Linked DNA regions of Mus musculus: regions 1 and 2 are each linked to region 3. Evidence: chromatin contacts called from public HiChIP or PLAC-seq data. All regions are on one chromosome and are shown on one strand. The core of a region is the stretch at or near the end of the contact, and the rest is flanking DNA. Distances in the headings are between cores, read along the strand shown. Region 1 has its middle 79 kb from the start of Gm31573. Region 2 has its middle 73 kb from the start of Gm10000. Region 3 holds the start of Gsc (goosecoid homeobox).

Region 1 (2,829 bases), core at 19-2,518, 110 kb after region 3:
TGCCTTGTGCCGCTGGTCAGGCTAGCTCAGTCACTTCCTGACAACCTACGAGGACCTCACAAGCAGCAAGTGGCATCTTATTCACAAAGGACACAGCCATCTGGAGCGACCCACACTTTAGAAACCTGAGCAAAGGGACAGCCAGGAGGGTGTTACTAAACCCCTAATGAAGAAAGTCCCAAAGTGCTGAATGGCGTATTATGTGGGGACCAGCGAGCCAGCCTCCCCAGAAACCATGGAGTAGGGGTAAAGAGAGGATGTGCAGAGCTAAGGGAGAGAAAGCATGGAGAGCCCACCACGGTGGGATGGAACCCACCACGGTGAGATGGACGATCTGAGAACTCAGTGAGAGTCCAGGGCAGTGGCACACACCTGTAATGCCAGGACCCCTGAGACTGAAGCAAGATGGTTGGTGTGAGCTTGCTAGCCTGGGCTATATGAGTCCAAGAACAGCTTGATCATAGCAAGCGTGTCTCAAAATAACCCAAACAAATAAACGAAGAGTTTAAAAACCACCCTTCCCCACCCCCCAAGCACCCCCAATTCTTCTCAATGCTGCCTCCTCTCGGGAAAGGTGAAGAGAAGGCGGGATGTATCTATCTTCCTTTCTTCCTTCCTGCCTTTCTCTTTGTTTTTTTTTTGTTGTTGTTGTTGTTGTTGTTTTTTTTTTTGTTGTTGTTGTTGTTGATAATGTTTTTTTTAAGATTTATTTATTTTATGAGTACACTATAGCTGTCTTCAGTCACACCAGAAGAGGGCATCGGATCCCATTACATATGGTTGTGAGCCACCATGTGGTTGCTGGGAATTGAACTCAGGACCTTTGGAAGAGCAGTCAGTGCTCTTAACAGCTGAGCCATCTCACCAGCCCGATGATGAGTTTGTTTGTTTGTTTGTTTGAAGATAGGGTTTCTCTGTGTATCGTAGCCTTGGCTGTCCTGAATTAGCTTTGTAGACCAGGTAGGCTGGCCTCGAACTAACAGAGATCCACCTTTCTCTGCCTCCTGAGGGCTGGGATTAAAGGCGTGCACCTCCATACCCAACAGTCCTTTCTAAATGGCTGAGAAGGGTGTCTCTGCCATCTCCCGATCCACTTCAGAGGCATTCCCAGTGTCCACTTTGCCCTTGGCTGACTGGACAGTGTCCTACCTCATAGGCAGATGCTTACCAGTGACTCTCCCCTGCACTGACTGATTGGTCCCAGGCACCTCTGAGGCACAGAATCTGAGGCCACTGGGCCTCAGCCGACTGGACAAGGTACAGCTCTCTGTGAGGCTATTGGCTGGCGAGTGTCAAGTCCATCAGCCATCTCTTAGTAAGGAAGAGTGTGCGCTCAGCTGTTTAGCCTGCAGCGCTAGAGGAGAGGCAGAGAGACCTGATCCCGCTCAGGAGCTGGGTCACCTATGAGACCACCCGCCGCTCGACCAGAGATGCCGATCCCGTGTCCCTGAGGCCTAAGCACAGCATTGAAATTTTCCTCATCCTCTTCAGTGAGTTGGCGTCTTCTGGTCCCGCAACTTCAAAGCGCTGAACGAACACAGAGTTTAGACAAGAATTTCTAAACTCTTCTCAGACACACTGTCAAAGGCTATTTGCAAGGCAGGTAGGTGGGAGGCCGCGCACACGAGGGAAGTGCGGAAAGTTTACCAGGAAGAACACGTACCGCTCTGGCTTGTCAAAGCACCAGAGGATGGAGACAAGCCCTTTTCAAATCTTTAAGGACCTCTCTTGATTATGAAGTTACTTGGTTTATTATTTTTACAATCAAGAGGACCCACTAATATGCTAAAGGAATCCATTCAAAATAAATAGTGAACAAATATTTAAACTACGCCGGACCGTGGGGGAGGAGCCGGCATGGTGACCAGCCGCGCATGCTCATTCGCCCTCTCCAGGCAGTCTTCCATACCTCCCGATAATTACTCGCAATTGTTTTCCTCTCCAGCTCCAAAATATTTTCCTCTCTGACACATCTGTAGGACATTTGATATATGTTTTCTCCTTTTCTTTTCTAAACAAAAAGCCAAGCTCACAGGCTCAGCCTGCTCTGACTTCCTCTGATGAGAGCTGAGTCCACCTAAGGCCTGGGAGGCACATCGCTCAAGGCCTCAGAAGCAGGGGCAGAAGGAAGAGAAGCCCAGGCTCACACCCTCGGTACAGTGCTCCCCTTGGCTCCTACAGTGTCCCCAGTGGGGTCTAGGACAAGCTGAGACTAGGAGGCAGACCAGAGGATCAAGTCTTCCTGAGGCACAGGCACGAGTGTGAATCCTCCCGTAAGTGCTGCCAAGCACAGTCAAACATGTTAGCCAAGTCTTATGCGAGCGTGCTTTGGCGCTTCTCTGTGAATGAATGAAGCTGTCTGGAGAGTCCTTTCCATATATCCCCTAAGCCTGGCAGCCTTAGACAGGGATAGAGCTCTGTACCCCAGCTGCAAAGGACGTGGTAACCGTGCTGAAGATGCGACTCCTGCTTCAGGAATCCAGTGATAGCCTGCTGTTTCATAGTTGGGAGAAATTGTCAAACTCGGCAATTCCCCCAATTGCAAGCAATATTAGTCATGAAGGCCATATTTCTGCTATCTATAACTAACTAATAACTAACAAACTAACTAAATATGCATCAATTAAGGCCGAGAAATTAAGCTTGTTTGAAACTAGGTTTGAGATAGCAATAAAATATTCAAACTTAAACTATATTATGAGTTTTAATGCACCAATTTTTAAATTTTTTCTGTAAAATTTTCAATCACTTTAGTGTTTGGGGAGCAAAATATCCATTAAAAACTCTGTGAACCATGCACAGAGGAACACACCCTCCCCTCTGTCTCTA
Region 2 (3,015 bases), core at 54-2,553, 73 kb after region 3:
TAATGTCCCAGGGATCCTGAAAATGCTGAAGAGCCACCTAGAGGAAACATGTTCCCAGGTCCCTGGTGTCCTCTGTCTGTTCTTCCTGCTAGTGGGCACCTCCAGCTGGCCTCACAGGCTACTTGCCATGGTAGCCTTTGTCAGTGAGGGGAGTTGGTGTGGCCCCTAGTGCTGGCTGATGCTGGGAAGCCTTCTCTGCCTCCACTTCACTCTGGCTGTCCTTTCTGTTTCTCCTGAAGGATCTTGGGAATATGGGGAGTAGAGAGACTCCCAGGGGAGTGGTGGGTACTTGCCTCCTCCCTGCCTAGCTCTAGGCTGGGCATACAATGATAGTTAGCTTTTGGGTAACCTATACAGAACCCTAATCCCAGCACTAGGGAAGAGGGGTCCCACAAATACAGAGGAATGCAGTTCCAGGAGGAGAAGGCAGGGCTCCCAATGGAGCTAGGATGTGAGCACCATTTGACAGCTAAGAAACATCACTAGCTGCTTTAGAGGATCACGGTGGGGCACAGTCAGTGAGGTACCTTCCAGTCGCCAGGATTTGAGCAGCAGCAGAGAACTTGGTTCATGACTGGAAAACCCACAGAGCCAGGAAGGGTGGAGGCCCGGTCTTAGCTTGGCCTCTTTGTTGCCTGAGCACCCTCGGCAAAATCACACCGCCTTTCTAACCTTCAGTTTCTCCTTCCATGAAACAGAGATGACCACATTTGCCTCAGAGGCACTACAAGGCTTGCAGGCTATGGCAAAGGTCAGACGCAAAGTAGATGCTCAGTAATACAGCTGTGACTGAGCTAGACTCTTTTTTTCTTTGAGGCTGGGAATCTTCCCAGGCCCCAGGAAAACTCCAGACTGCCTGCAGGGGGGGAAAGGGTCCAGCACCTCCTCTATAGCCTGCACTGGGGGCTTTGCTTACCTTTCTGAAAATTAAATTAAAACTCAACAGTAGTACTATTGTAGCTTTAATATCCACTGCTGACAGGATGGAATTAGCTACTTTTTTTTTTTGGAGGGGGGCTTGGGTTTTTATTTCTTGCTCCAACTTTCCTTCTTCCCCAAGGGGGTGTAAACGGTTGTCTAATCTGTCCTGAGGGCATTCAGCCACTCTTAAGTAGGAGAGAAGGGTGGTGTTGGTCCCGTGAGGACCAAGGATCGCACAGTGACATTGGGTGGAAGGGGCCTTGTGTTGATCTTCATTGTGGGCCGAGTTGGCCAACAGGGCTCCAGAGCACAGAGAATCAGCGCAGAATTATCGCTAAGCCCCGGATCGCTGCACTCATTACAGGTAACCGGAGCCCGGCTGGCCTGAGTGCAGCTCTAAGCTCCACTAAGACGGGACGCGCTCGGGAAGAATACGCCATATGTAATTTAATAAGCCTGGAAAGCAGCCTGCATTCTTTTTTGTCTTTGGCCCAAAAGAGAGGTAATTCCTGACGCAGCCACAGCGGTGGGATGTGCCCGCTGGAGAGGAAGGCCAAGCTGGGTGGACAAGGGAGGCTTGTGGATGTGGAGGTTGGCTGGAGGCTGGGATTAGCTTGCACCTCTCCGCTCCCCCATCAAGGCCTCCGGGAGTCCTTCAGGACCCTTCATAAGCTCCACTTGCATTGAGGAAAGGGTACCATTGTCCAGGGTAGTGAAGCCTTGCATGCCACAGGACATGGTAAATAGTTAAGAGAAGGTTTTAGCCCTACACTGCCCCCTTCAGGTCACCTCTATAAAGCATCCCATTGCCTACTTTTGGCGACCCCATTGTGCCAATCCTTCCCATGGAAGCCACTCTCTGCAGGATGTTCCCCTCTTCTGCAGTTTGCCCTGCCTGGCTTCCTTGCTCAGCTCCTTCTCCACCTTTCTGCACTGCAAATGTCCCTAAGCTCTGCTCAGCCTAGCTCACCTTCGAGCCTGACCTTCACAAGTTCACTGGTGGGCATCCTGTGCTCCAGCCAGGCTAGGACCCTACCCACACCCACTCACCAGGATGCCCCAGCCCAGAAATAATTTTAGATGACACTGCGAGTCTTAGAATTCGCAGGGCGGTTGATTCTGCCATTTGGAGAAGGGGACGGGTGTTAGGCGCTCAGGATCTGAGCCCAATGATTCACTCAAGTGGCTACTACTCTGAGTAGGGAGCCAAACTCTGAGTCCAGGTGGGTGGTACCCTTAAGGCCATGATGACCGACGGAGCTATACCCTTCTTTCCCACATGTGACCTTCATTGGGGTCAGGACCTAAAAGGTGCAATTAAGGTTAAATGGGGTCATGGAGTTGGATCCTGACTCAATGAGAGTGTTGTCCTTAGAAGGAGCTAGGGCATAGATACACAGAGGGACGTGGATGTGAACACAGAGGGGGAAGCACCCTCTACAGGCCTCGAATTAAACCCGGGAGAACCAATCCTACCAAACCCGTGATCTTTGTGATCTTTGAGTTACAGCCTCCAGCTTCCCAAGCAAGTGATGCCTGATACTTCAAGCTAAAGTTGCCCTACGAACCTGCAGAGATGCCTCCCGAAGAGGTCAGAGGCCAAATCACTGGCACTTGACACATTTTGATCCTGATATTTTCAGCATTCTTCAAACTGTTTTTTGAGTGCATAAGTTAGGCAAAATCCTGCAAACCAGCAATATAGCCCCCAAGCCTGCTCGGCTCTGACTCCTATCCCTAGAGGGAGGGTGTCTCATCGCACTCAGTGCAGGGTACCAAGTAAACAGCAGGTGCTATCTAAAGGCTGATGCTGTCTTCCCCACTGTGGGTCTAGCTCACTGGATGCCGGTGCACTTGGGTGGTCCTGAGGACAGAAGACAGTTCTCTGGAGTATCCTGACTGAGACAAAGCAGTGGAGAAAGAGGTGGTGACTCACTCACCACATTCTTCCCTCCAGCATCTAATGAGAACACACTCTGGCCTGGAATTCTAGGGGCTTGTGGGATGGGGGGAGGTCCCAGCCTACAGCTGAAGCCCAAGAGCTCCCCTGATCTGATCCACACGGGGGCAGCCTGGCCAACCAAGGCTACTCCT
Region 3 (3,011 bases), core at 68-2,567:
GGCAAAAGCCGCGTGCAGGGAAGGACCGCTAGACGCCCCCACCCCAGCCCACCCCCGCTGGGGCTCTTGCCTACCTCCACCTTCTCCTCCCGAAGGTGCACCTTCCTGGCCAGCTGCTCCCGAGTGCCCACGTCTGGGTACTTCGTCTCCTGGAAGAGGTTCTCCAGGGCTTCGAGCTGCTCATCGGTGAAGATGGTGCGGTGCCGCCGCTTCCGCCGACAGTGCAGCTGGTTGAGCAGCTGCAGCTCAGTGCGCGACAGCGTGCCCACGTTCATGTAGGGCAGCATCTGGTGCGGCACCGGAGACACCAGTACAGAACCGGGGCCCTCGTAGCCTGCGACAGAGAGAGGGACGGGAGTCAGTCATCCTCCCTCGGCACCGTAAGCCAACCCGCTCGCTGCCCTCGCTCACTTAAAAATAAAAAAAGTCTGCAAGGGGCGCTATGTCTTTGGGGGGCACCGAGACCAGGGATGCCCAGACGTGGAAGGAGCGTCTGCCTGCACACATCCAAAAGCCAGTTCAGGCACTTTAGAATCTCCCCGCGTCCTCACTTCATTCCCGCGCGCGCGTGGAGTCGCCCCGAGACTCCCGGTGACTCGGCTTTTTAAACTCTAACCTAAAGTTTACAGTAGACGTATGCAAAGTCCCCGTACCCGGTGACCCAAAAATATATTAATTAATTAAAAGTAAAAGATAAATAAATAAATGGGAGAACGGGGAAGGCTTGCAAAGGGAGAAAGTTGGTGCCAGGTGAGTAAAGCAAGCAAACCGCGCGTCCATGCCCCGGCAGCCACCGACTGCCGCAGTGGCGAAGGCCGGCTCGCGAGCGATCGCGACCCTACCTGGGGGCGTCGGGACGCAGGAGCACTGCTGGGCGCCCAGCGGCGGCACAGCCCCGCAGCAAGCCGGGCCCACGGGCGCCGCCTGCACGTGCAGCTGCCCGTAGAAGTAGCTGTTGTAGCCCAGGCGGGAGCTGCCGACCGCGGCCGGGAGGCCCGCGCCTCCGGGGGCCACAGGGCGCGGGTAGAAGGCGCCGTAGTCCGAGGAGGTGCCGCCGCCGGCGCCGTAGAGCGAGTCCCCGTGTAGAGCCGGGAAGACCACCGGAGCCGCGGCGCTGGGCGCCACCGGGAGCACCGCGTCTTTGCAGCGCGGCCGGGCGGCCAGGATGTTGTCGATGCTGAACATGCTGGCGGGCATCCCCGAGCCCCGCGTCGGGACCGGGGGGCGGCGGGGACGCGCCGAAGAAGAAGAAGTCTCCAAGTGGTGTTGTTTGGGGTGGGGGTTGGGAATTGTCCCACTCTCTGCTCCCGCGGGCGAGCAAACCGAAAGAGAGCGCGGGCGAGCGCGCAACTCGCGCCCCTCCCCGCCCCCTGCGTCCGAACTCCCTCCTCCCGCCCTCTCCTCCCCTCGCCGCCGCCTAGCTGAACTCAACCCGCGGGTAGGACGCAGCTCCGACCGGCTCAACCTCTTGTTGGTTTTATACTGAGTCGACGTCATCCTGGATTTAGTTCCTGGTAATATGCAGATGACAAACAGAACCAGATTTGGTCCTTTTCTTTTCCTTTGGGTGGTGTGGAATGGGGAGGTGGGGGTGGGCGGGGGGCGCTTGCAGGGGAGGGGGAGAGATGCCAAGAGGAGGGGGGCCACAGGGCCTGAAAAAGATTGTGGATTGAGAATTAATGAAATTAACCTAATCTTTTCCATTCGGCAGCCCCGGCGCGGCCCCGGCCTTGCTGGGCGGGCGGCCTAATTGCCCAGGTTAATCTTATTAATACTATTGTCCTGCCGCCGTTAACAACTCCGCCGCCGACCTCTCCGCCCCGACCCTTTTCTCTCTATTATGGGGTGCGATTTCCTATGGTTGTAGCTCAAATTCATTGTGGCTAATTTTACTTTAGGACTACTTTTTACTCTCTTTCGGAATCTGTTTGCTTTTAAGAAATGAGGGTGGCTGTGTCCTCCCTCAACTAAGACTGAAAGTGCCCCCCCCCCGCAGCCAACCCCCTACCCCGTGAACTCACTGCCTAATTTCACTTCTCCACCCCCCCCTCCGTCTCTTTCCCAAAATCTTTTGTTTTTGCGAAAGCCAAATTTTCTCAGAGCAAAAACCATGAAAGTAGAAACGCGTCCGCCTTCGTACAAGTTGTCTTTTTTCTTCTTCTTCTTCTTAAAGCGGTCACTCTGGGTCTGAAAACTACCCTGACTCTCCCTAGCTCCTAACACACCAGTGAAGAGCAAATTCAGCCAGTCTTTAAAATTCACCACCCAGAGGAGCGCTCTGAAGCGATGCTTCCAGAGGCTTCCCGCGTGGGTGCCGATAGGTTCTGTGTATTTTTGATTATTAGTCTGGGAGAAGGGGTGCCTTCCCCCCCCCCAAAAAAAATTTTTTTGGCTTTAATTCTCGTGGGATCTACCGGGACTGCCTGTCTCCTTTCTCAACATATTGAGTGGCGTCCCTCTCTCAATCAGCGAGCTCTCCGAAAGGCCTCTAGCTGTCCTTCCAGGCCCGCGCTGGCCTCCGGGGGACCCCAGCGGCCTGGACAAAAGTCGGGCCACTGCGGGCGGCCGTGATGATTTGCGGGATTCTCCGTGAGGCACGGCCGAACCGCGGGAGGCGCAGCCAGCCTAGATCTGCGCGCTGGCGGCTGGGCGACCTGCGGGAAGGTAGGCGACCCTCTGGGCAGAACGAAAACAGAGGCCCAAAGTCGTGCGTCCCGGTGCCAGCCCGGGAATTGCACCGCCATCGCGCAGGCCACTCTCCAGCTACTCCAGGAGAGACCTGGGTAGAGGACTTCCATACCATTTGTGGAGATTCCTCTCTCACTGATAAGTCTGAGATAACTTCAACGCTGTCTAAAGCCGTACAATAAATGCTAAGTCCTCCCTGGCACTGGAGGAGATCCTGGGACCTCTCCTTATTGCTCTTCCTGGGTTAGAGAATCATTGCGGTAAGTTTGGTCCCGCCTGGGCGCAGAACTAGGCAGTGCGTGGGAGCAGCCACCCGGAACTTA

Evidence for each region. HiChIP or PLAC-seq counts read pairs in DNA pulled down with a chosen protein or histone mark.
Region 1: a contact with region 3 is called in an H3K4me3 HiChIP or PLAC-seq map of craniofacial prominence, with 5 times the contacts expected there. The contact joins the enhancer-like site here to the promoter of Gsc in region 3. A contact is called at or near these places in 7 of 39 promoter capture datasets (the 3T3-L1 cell line, 3T3-L1-derived adipocytes, cranial neural crest and 4 more), 2 of 484 Hi-C or Micro-C datasets (germline stem cells and nephron progenitors), 7 of 115 datasets of contacts at active chromatin or transcription factors (craniofacial prominence, embryonic forebrain, embryonic limb bud and 2 more) and 2 of 9 other capture datasets (embryonic stem cells and liver).
Region 2: an H3K4me3 HiChIP or PLAC-seq map of craniofacial prominence shows a contact between it and region 3, with 2.1 times the contacts expected there. The contact joins the enhancer-like site here to the promoter of Gsc in region 3. A contact is called at or near these places in 1 of 39 promoter capture datasets (embryonic stem cells), 7 of 484 Hi-C or Micro-C datasets (MC3T3-E1-derived osteoblasts, embryonic stem cells and nephron progenitors), 6 of 115 datasets of contacts at active chromatin or transcription factors (craniofacial prominence, embryonic forebrain and embryonic stem cells) and 2 of 9 other capture datasets (adipose tissue and embryonic stem cells).

The regions. Positions count from the first base shown.
Region 1 is chr12:104,582,728-104,585,556 of GRCm38.p6, forward strand. No RefSeq gene overlaps it. Among named protein-coding and RNA genes, the nearest start is that of Gm31573, 79 kb to the right of the region's middle. Within about 2 kb of position 1,269, at least 5 of the 459 cell types and tissues checked have an H3K27ac peak or open chromatin away from gene starts, as enhancers often do.
Region 2 is chr12:104,544,883-104,547,897 of GRCm38.p6, forward strand. No RefSeq gene overlaps it. Among named protein-coding and RNA genes, the nearest start is that of Gm10000, 73 kb to the left of the region's middle. Within about 2 kb of position 1,304, at least 14 of the 459 cell types and tissues checked have an H3K27ac peak or open chromatin away from gene starts, as enhancers often do. A contact at or near this core is called in craniofacial prominence, where this site is marked.
Region 3 is chr12:104,471,919-104,474,929 of GRCm38.p6, forward strand. Gsc (goosecoid homeobox) reads right to left here and starts at 1,318. Exons shown (of 3, transcript NM_010351.1): 1 at 843-1,318; 2 at 75-334. The coding sequence starts at 1,197. Gm10000 (a long non-coding RNA gene) reads left to right here and starts at 1,612. Exons shown (of 6, transcript XR_381874.2): 1 at 1,612-2,664.